Regions from separate parts of the Mus musculus genome. Here region 1 is linked to region 2. Evidence: chromatin contacts called from public capture Hi-C data. All regions are on one chromosome and are shown on one strand. Each heading gives the region's core, a stretch centred on a gene start, on an enhancer-like site or on the middle of the called end of the contact. The rest is flanking DNA. Distances are from core to core; before and after follow the strand shown. Region 1 has its middle 3.8 kb from the start of Gm40661. Region 2 has its middle 74 kb from the start of Gm40658.

What was found. Capture Hi-C pulls out chosen DNA fragments and counts their contacts.
Region 1: a contact with region 2 is called in a capture Hi-C map of embryonic stem cells, with 5 times the contacts expected there. The contact joins two enhancer-like sites. A contact is called at or near these places in 1 of 115 datasets of contacts at active chromatin or transcription factors (embryonic stem cells) and 1 of 9 other capture datasets (embryonic stem cells).

Annotation. Positions count from the first base shown.
Region 1 is chr13:5,547,279-5,551,814 of GRCm38.p6, reverse strand. No RefSeq gene overlaps it. Among named protein-coding and RNA genes, the nearest start is that of Gm40661, 3.8 kb to the left of the region's middle. Within about 2 kb of position 2,419, at least 39 of the 459 cell types and tissues checked have an H3K27ac peak or open chromatin away from gene starts, as enhancers often do. A contact at or near this core is called in embryonic stem cells, where this site is marked.
Region 2 is chr13:4,797,407-4,802,261 of GRCm38.p6, reverse strand. No RefSeq gene overlaps it. Among named protein-coding and RNA genes, the nearest start is that of Gm40658, 74 kb to the right of the region's middle. Within about 2 kb of position 1,406, at least 7 of the 459 cell types and tissues checked have an H3K27ac peak or open chromatin away from gene starts, as enhancers often do. A contact at or near this core is called in embryonic stem cells, where this site is marked.

The DNA of each region.
Region 1 (4,536 bases), core at 1,170-3,669, 750 kb before region 2:
GTTGGGAATAACGTTTTCTAAATGAAGGAACTACCTCTCTATTAAAAAGTGATAGTTGTGTACAAACATATGAGATATGAACGCTTTAATGAAGTCTCAGGAACTTATGGAAGTCATATTACATATTCATATCTATATCTTTCTAGTTTGAAATTTGGTTAATAATTAACTCTTTGTCTCTCACAGAAATTTAACACCATAGAAGGAAGTAAAAAGAGATCTGGCCTGGTCTGAATTCATTCTTCCTTGCTTAATTCTAGGTGTGGGGTGTGAAGGAAGCCCTGAGTGTGTGCAGTCCTCAGTGCATGTATATCCTTGACATCGGCATAGTATGTCACGGATCCCAAAGCCTCAGTGTGGAGGGGAACGGGCAGACTTCCCTTGTTGCCAAGGACCAGCCTCAGCATGGAGGAGGTTCTGAGAGAAGGGGCGTGTCTTAGTCAGGGTTTGTATTCTTGTACAAAACATCATGACCAAGAGGCAATTTGGGGAGGAAAGGGTTTATTCAGCTTACACTTTCACACTGCTGTTCATCACCAAAGGAGGTCAGGTCTGGGACTCACAGGGCAGGAATTTGGAGGCAGGAGCTGATACAGAGGCCACAGAGGGGTGCTGCTTGCTTCCCCTGGCTTGTTCAGCCTGCTTTTTTATAGAAACCAGGACTACCTGCCCAGGGATGGCCCCACCCATAATGGGCTTTCCCACCTTGATCACTAATTGAGAAAATGCCTTACAGCTGAATCTCAAGGAGGCATTTACTCAAGGGAGGCTCTTTTCTCTGTGATAACTCCAGCTTGTGTCAAATTGGCAAACAAAACCATCCAGTAAGTACAGGGTATCTGGGAGCAGCGAAAAGAAGGACTCAAAGTCTCAAAGTCAATTGGTGGTTCCAAGCTGACCACTGGTCTTCTGTTTGATACAACTTTTCCAGTCTGCTTTCTACGTTCTGCTTTCTCTCTGGAGATTTCTCTGTCTATATTCTGCTTGCTTGCTATTCTAAGAGATCTCTCTGTCCATGTCCTGCTTCCTTGTGTGTGTGTGTGTGTGTGTGTGTGTGTGTGTGTGTGTGCGCGTGCGCACCTGTCTCTTTGTCAGTTCTCCAAGCAGTTTTCTGTTTTTTTTCCTAAAAAGTTCTCTGAATAGCTCACCTCCTGCAGAACACAGGTCTTGTCTTTTATTTTACATTATCAACCCAGTCATTTACTCCAGGTTTACTTTAGATTATTCTATGAATCAGCATCTGGATTCAGAAGTGAAAGCAAGCAAACATTTTTTTTTTCCAAAGGCTGCAAAAGAATTCAAAGATCAGTCTTCCTTTGTTAAACACAAAGGATTAAGTAGTTGGGTGGGTCTCTTCCCTGAAATTACCATTTCTACCACACCTGGGCCTCACCTTTATGTGTCCCAGGCTGACCTTGAATTCAATCTGCCTGCCTTTGTATCTTTCTGACAAGCTGGCTCCTAGTGCAGCTGCCTTTGTTCCTTTAGATTCATGAAGCCCCTCATAATTCATATTGCATTCTTATATTTTGCATAGTTGAGAAATTATATATTTTCAAACTCCGGTATCTAGAGCTCTTTCCCATAGCCTTAAGGGTTGTCTTGAAGGTCCCAGACTTCACCATTTTGCTGAGACTTTAGCCACACCTTCACCTCCTGGTCTCCTGTTGGCTGATCATCAAGGAGTCATTAAAATTAACACAGAGGACATTTCTTGGAGGAATGTGAAATATGTAAATTATTACACAAACAAGCCTTATGCCCACAGTGCCCATCTAGATTCCAGGAGGCTTATACCGGGGCGCTGTCCTGGGGCAGGAACGATGTCACCATGTCACTTTGTCCCCACCAGGGCCATGCTGGACTCTGCACCTTGTGGTCCATGTGTGTATGCTAATACTGTGCGGAAAATGTCCACCATAGCTTTAGTCCTGCGAATATTTTCAGCCTGAAGACCGCTCCTCTACAGAGATCGCTACTACTGAGCTTAGGTAAACCTCTCTCCTCATGTCAGCTGGACACCATCAACTCTGCCTCATTACTTTTCTGTACAGAAATAAATCTATCACCTTGATCAGTTGTATGCAGTCAACTGGTTGTCTTACTGTTCTACTTTACACATGCTGTGCTTGTGGGGTATGGGGGTTTCTCAGAGAGCCTGCTCTATAGGATCCCAGCTTTCTGTTCAAACACCTGTCTTCTCTCATTTCTTCATTACCACAATCAGGTTCGTACTTGGAGTCATACACAGAAGCAGCACTTGGTCTTTGAATTTCAACAATCATAGTGTAGTGCTTGTCTCAACTAGAATATTATAAACAGAGCTCAGAAGTCAATGGTTATAGCACCCTGAACACATCTGGCCTGAAAGTTATGCAGTATTTGGCCTGGTTAGTTCCTGGGAGGTGTTTCGTTTTACCTTGAGGTCCTAAGCCCTGACTCATAGAACTGGAAAGTTTACAAGCCGATCATAAGTGCTTAATGTGTGTCTGCGTGAGCGAAAGTCTCTTCCTGTAAAATCATTTACCAAGGTCTATAAACTGGTTTCTGTGACAGTCAAGTTTCATTTTAATTACTCCCATGCTTGTTTATGCTTTGATGATATTGTTGATTTCTTAATCCACTGGGTCAGAATTTTGCATAATTTGTAATTCGCACTTCATTTCATATTTGTATGTTCTTCCTCCTAATTAAAAGAATGAACATTGAAGAAAAATACCTGGAGGTAATAATAAGAAAACATCCATGGAAACAAGGAACTTAAATGAGACTGTTTGAGGCACTAGAACAAGCAGGAAGTAAAGAATGTTAGTAATTAGCTGAGTGATAAAGTCTCTCATTGCTGCTTTGCCCATTGTCCTTTGCTACACAGGAGGAACTGCTGATAATTGGTAAGCAGCCTTTGTAGACTGCAGAGTACCTAGTTTGCATATAGTTATATACTAATACTCCAATGGGGTCTAAAAAGAACCCAAAGCTCAGATTGGGTTATTTTGACAACATAAACTTCTTACAGTTCTAGATGCTGGAAGTACCACATTATCTATGAGCAAGGACCCTTTTTGGATATGCCCATTGCAATCTTTTCCTTCTATTCTTACCTGATCATCCCTCTATGTACAACTTTTTCCTAACATCCTTTTAATAAAGGCACTAGGTGTATTGGCTTAGGGTCCCACTCTAATGCCTTTTTAAAAATCTTCATTAGCTCTCTGGGTCCACATTAAGTCATGCTCTGATATACTAAGAATTAAATCTTCAACCTAGAACTACACAAGAATACTAGCCAGACCAGAGCAGTCTATTATTACATTGTATATAATTTATATTATAAAGTACTAAGATACATAATATTATCCCCATTTTACTGACATGTAAATTCCGAGTTATAAATTGATAGCTTAGGGGCATAGAATTCAGTGAAATGAAATCAGTCATAAGTGGTGTCATCGTCATCTTCCTAAGTTTTACCTGATCCATCATCTCCCTTATATCAGAGAAAAATAATGTGTGCTTAATATCTTCTTATGCAGAACAATGATAAATATAAACTTAAATTTTATTGGTGTGTGTGTGTGTGTGTGTGTGTGTGTGAGAGAGAGAGAGAGAGAGAGAGAGAGAGAGAGAGAGAGAGAGAGAGAGAACACACGCGTAGGGATCAAGGGACGGTTTTTAAAAGTCAATCATATCCTTGCATGTTGGGTCCTGAGGGTTGAACTGAGATCATCAGCATTGGCTTCTGGCGTCTTTAATTGCTGAGCTATTCCTGGAAAACAGCCTTGCCTTTAAGATGTAAGGTGTTTGCACTTTCAATTCTATTAGGAACGTTTTTTTGTTATGCTAAAGTCATAAAAATTAATAATCAGAACACTTGTAAAAGAATAGCACATATAAAACATTAAGGTGGAAAAATTTAGATTTTCAGAGTGTTACTTAATTTATCTTCAATTCTTTCTATGAAAATCTCATTTTCATTTTTTTTTGATATATCACTTACTAGAAAATAGTTTAAAGTACAATGCTGTGGATCAAGATTATAAGTTTTCATATTCAAATTTATATCTGAACCGATGATTAGACTGCAAGAAGTCTTGTAAAAGGTTAGCCATGTGGGCTTGAGTTTGTTATAATGTATTGGGAGTCAAATAGGTGGATCTCTTGAGGCTTTCTGGATAGCCAGTGTGGCTCTAATTAGCAAACTCTAGCTCAATGGATAAACCCCCAAAAGAAACAACAACAACAACAACAAAAACCCAGGGTGGATAGCACTTATGTAATGACACCCAAGGTTGAACCCCCAGCCTCTAGACATACAGATTCACACATCTACACATCTGTGAGTATATATATATATACATATATATATATATAAAAGCACACCCAAACACAGAAGCACTGAAGCTATATTTTAACAGAAAGCGTTCTGAGGAAGGCTAGGTGTGGAAACATGATAAAGTTCAGGTATCTTTACTGACAAGGGACCAGGGTTTTATAGCCACTAGTGCCATTTGTCATTAACATTCAGAAGAGAAACCT
Region 2 (4,855 bases), core at 157-2,656:
CAAAGCGGAGAGTGGCCACATGCTTTAGCCAGGATCAGGCACAGCAGGAGGGCCCCTGCTGGAAAAACTGTTTTTTTTAAAAAAGGGAGTCTGCAGCCTCTTGATTTTGAGACTAAATAGCTGATACATGGTTTTATCCTAAGAAAATTCTCTGCAATCGTGATTATTGCGTTTAGCTAATGACAAAGTGCTTTTTATTTTATAATTATAGCTAGAAAAATTAATATTCTCTGATTGGTCTAAGTGTAGCTGCTTCATACATACGGTTTTTTTGCTGGTAATATGCTCTGCATGTCTTCACAATCAGCTCATAAGTTATTGGTTAAGATTAAATAATCGTTACATTGGTAACAGAAGGTTAGCCTTAAATTGGCTACTAAGGAGTTTTTCAAACACATGGCATAAGCAGGCAAAAAAAAAAAACTGGACCTCCTAAGATACTTCTAGCTGAGATAATATTTAATGTGATTCTTATCCTAGAAAGTAAATTTAAAGATAAGATTTAAAACAATGTCTCTTTAATGAATCATTAAAGCGTGCACTGTCATGTATTCATAGGTATAAATTGGCAGCCAAACTTCGTAATATGATACTAATGCTTCTAATATTGATTCTAAAGATAATAACGGTTTTGAAATTGGGTTTTGCTTTCCCAAGGTAGTAGTTATGGTCTAATATTGCAAAGGAAACTTAGTAATTCTAAAACCTGTCCTCATGGCAGGAAGAACTAAGCTCAGAGCAGCCTCAGCGAGGTTTGTGTGACTTTCTTTTATCTTGCAAACTGTGCCTAAAGAAGTTCTCCTTGCCTCTCTTTGCCTCCAGGGGAATTTTCTTTTAGCTAAAAGAGCATCTTTGCAGATCTAGCCAGATGCTGTTTTAATAAAGTTCAAATTTAAAGTTTATATAGGGTCAATCAGACTGTAGAATTTATAAAGGCATTGCAATCTGGCTTGCCTACTTTTTATATAGTTATTATAGAACTAAAAGTTTGTTTTTTCCTTTGCACCTTAATAATTGTAAAGGGTTTGCTTCTAGTGAGTTTGTAATTACTGGAAAATTTTGCCTCTAGGTAGGTCTACATTATGTAAGAAATTTTTATCATTTCTGCTTCTACACAAGAAGCCAAGAGTTTGAATCTTTCAGTGTATATTGCTTTCTAAGTGAAAAGTATTTTATTAGCTAATGCCTCTCAAGAGAAGTTTACTTAAAACCTTAGCTGTCATTAAGCTGACCCTAAACAGAGCTGGTTTATCCATACTGTAAACATTTATCTGGTTCCTGTTAATCCTTTTGAAGTCATTCCTTTGTTTCCTGTCACGTAACTTCTAGGTACTTTGCCTGCTGTGACTCCCTACTCCCTTAATTTTCTGAATTCTTTGGCTCCTGGCCAGCAGGCTGCGGGGCGGGGCCTTTGGGCGTGCAGCTTTCCCTGAACGTGGTGACGCGATAGACTGCCAAAAAGCGGGCAGCTTTGTAGCAAACTCAAGGGAGGGACTTGCTCGCCATTGCCCCATGAGCCTCCGCCTGTCCCCGCCGGGGTAGCCATATTTTTTCTCACTAAGACTTGGGGTGCTCCGGCACCCTCGCTTGGGTTTCCTAGCCTCAGAGAAAGGCCGAGGTGGCAGCAGCGGTGGTTGCTGAAGGCGGCGCCTGTAAAGGCACGCACCACCTCCACTTGGGAGAAGTGGGGCTCAGCAATGGGTTGAAATCCAGAGTACTTTTCAGAGTGGCTCCGCATGCCATGGTGGCAAGCAGCCGAGGTTTGGCTCAGGTGGGCTGGGAAGGAGGAGGGCAAATGGCCCCCCACCCAGGTGTCCAATGGGTGTGGGGCCCAGGACAGCAGAGCCGAGACAAGGCAGGTGGGTGGGGCTGAGGTGGCACTCACCTCAAAGCACAGTTTCAGCATCCTATTAAAACTACTGTGGTGCTAATAAAGAATTGTAAGATGTATTTGTGTATCTTGGAAAACCTATAACAAAAATTGTGTCTTAGGAACCTGACAAAGTGTTTGTTCCTTGTTCCAAACAGCAATTAATTTGGTTATTACAGAATATTAATAATTGATCTATTGCATACAATGATTTTAAATAAAATTGACAATCAATATCCCTAAGATAAGTAAAAAAATTGTTTTTATGCATGCTTCTGTATCTTCTACAAATTCATGCATTCATGCCTCTCAATTATTGTGTTTAAAAACAACCCCTCTATGGGAAATAAGTGGATGTGAATTAGATCACATGTTTAAATTCTTTTGAGCGCCCCCCTGCTTCAGCACAGATAATTAAGTTGTGTGCTGTGGATGGTGTTTTAAAATGCTGAACAATCAAACCTTAATTTGTATATTAATAGTCCATATTATATCTCAGAGCTCACAATTGCTTAAGATTGTTTGTCCTTCGGATGTTATTAATTCTCAAATATGCAATTGCTTATGCATATACAACTCATAAGAAAAAATGCTGTCCTTTTAAGAAGGCTGTTTTTGAACATTTAATAAATTGTTCTGGATTGCCTGGACATCTTAAATTAAAGCAATGCCATGCTGGATTTATATCTCAGGCAGTCTATAGGTCCTACATATGAGATAGATTGGATATATAATCTTGTTCTTTATATATTCAAAACAGTTATGGTTTAAGATAATATTTTAATATTCTTAGAAATTTTGCATATCAACATATAAAAAATTCTTTGCTATTAGTGTCCTCAGTTACTACTTGTTTCCACATAATGTTAATTCTTGAGGACTTATACTTAATACATTGTTGCAAATAAATGCTCCTATTTCTGAGTTAATAACTAGATAAATTATACACGTGTAACTATTAATAATTTTTCAAGCTTTCTAGTTATAACCGCTCTTTAAGAGAAACAATTGAAAGTGCAATTAGTCACTGCCCATGTTACATTAAAACTGACTATAACAGTCAAGTATTTGAGATGTTTTGTCAACATATTATTAATTGGCAAGGACAAGGTTTTGGGGAACTTTAAAAGACAAAGAAGGGGGAAAATATATCCCCGTGCATATTATTTAGTTAATTTCCATGCACATTATTTAAATCATACTTTTATTTTAGAATTTTGAAATTTAGATGTCAAAGAACTTAATAAATGCCTTATAGTATCTTAAAAGGATCTACTTATTGGCATATGGCTTGATCCTGAACAGCTACCTTATTAGGAAAGGGAAAAACATAGGTTCTCTCCACAGAATGCTGCAGAAGCATGATGGCTAATTCATGTGACAAGCTGGCAGGTGAGTTGGTTCAGTGCCCTGACTGAAGTGACAAGTAAGCTAAATTGGGTGCATGTTTTTGACCCATCCTTGCTTGCCATTTTTTCCAGTTTGGACAAGAGAGGCTGCCTTGCTTCAAGCCTTTTAACCTTATGGTAAATAGAATGTCAGAGACTATGTATTCTGACTTAGAAAGATTAGTCATATAATAGAATCATAATGATTCTTCTCTTTTCTTCAATGTGACCAGTTATTCTAACTCAATCTTAGACTGGTCAAGTAATAATTACAATATTAGAGATTCCTATTGAAGATAGCTAAAATCTTAATTACCTAGCAAGTTAATTTGGAGCTCAGCCTCCACTTCCAGAGAATCTCTGGCCTTTCTGCTAATTCTCAAAGCCAGCTTCCCCACACTGGGAGGCCAGTGCCTGAGCTTGGTCATTGCTAATTTGCAATTGAATGGAGTTCCTGGACTTCTTCAAAGAAGCTTTTATACAGTTGCTTTTTCACTGTCCCAGCTTTGTTTCTCAAGCAGGTCAGCCACTGTTCAGCCTGACTGCAGCAGGAGTAAAAGCTTGCCTCCAACAGCACAGGTGGTAGTTATTATTCTCCATCAAGAAGCATTCTAAGTACATACTGTGGCTTTGGTCTGATTTGGGAGTATGGTGTGCTATGAGGGCCAGTCAGTCAATAATGGGCAACCAGAACACTGAATCATACCAATCTAAGATGGGTACATGCCACGAGGCCGTGGCTGTTAATAATACACCACAGAGCTATGTTTTGTGTAAAATAAGCACAAACAAGCTGCAGTACACTCCTATGACAGATAAGGATGACTTGAGAAGATCTGAGATCCTAAGGCAGGCATGGCTGCCAGCCACCATAACTCCCAGGCAGGACTATAGAGCATAAATAAATTTTATGCCTCAATCCAGTTTTGTTTAATATTATTTAAAGGAGGGACAATGTAACCTCCTTCAGCCTAGCCAGGCTGGTTCATACCATCCTCCACTGAGGTGGAGTCAACCTGCTGTGCTGTTTCTCATCACTCTAGTTTAATGTTACACTGCCTGCTACCTGCCTGAGGCCGAACTGGTTCTCCAAGATCTTCCGGAGTTAGCTTAGAACTGTGAATTTCGGGAGTTCCTGCTGAAAGGCTGTTCTGTCAACTTCACAAGAAACTTGGCGTGACTGGAAATGGGCCTCCCCTCTCCTTTATAAAGTGTGTCCACCGCCATTAAAGTTGAGCCTTGATCAGAATCCTATCTTGGTTCCATCTCTCTCTCTACCCACCTAGATTCCCTCTTTTCTTTCAGCTCCAAGATGCCTCCCAGGCTTGAACCTGGACATGAGAGCCGCAGGCCAGCCAGAACAGGTGTGGACTTAAGACTCTTACCCTTGTTGCCTGGAAGTCAGTCTTCCACTAGCAGCCTTTGGATGAAGACATAGAACTCTCAGCTCTGCCTGCGCCATGACAGCCTGGATGCTGACATGCTCCCACCTTGATGATAATGGACTGAACCTCTGAACCTGTAAGCCAGCCCCAATTAAATGTTGTTTTTTTATAAGACTTGCCTTGATCATGATGTCTATTCACAGCAGGAAAAC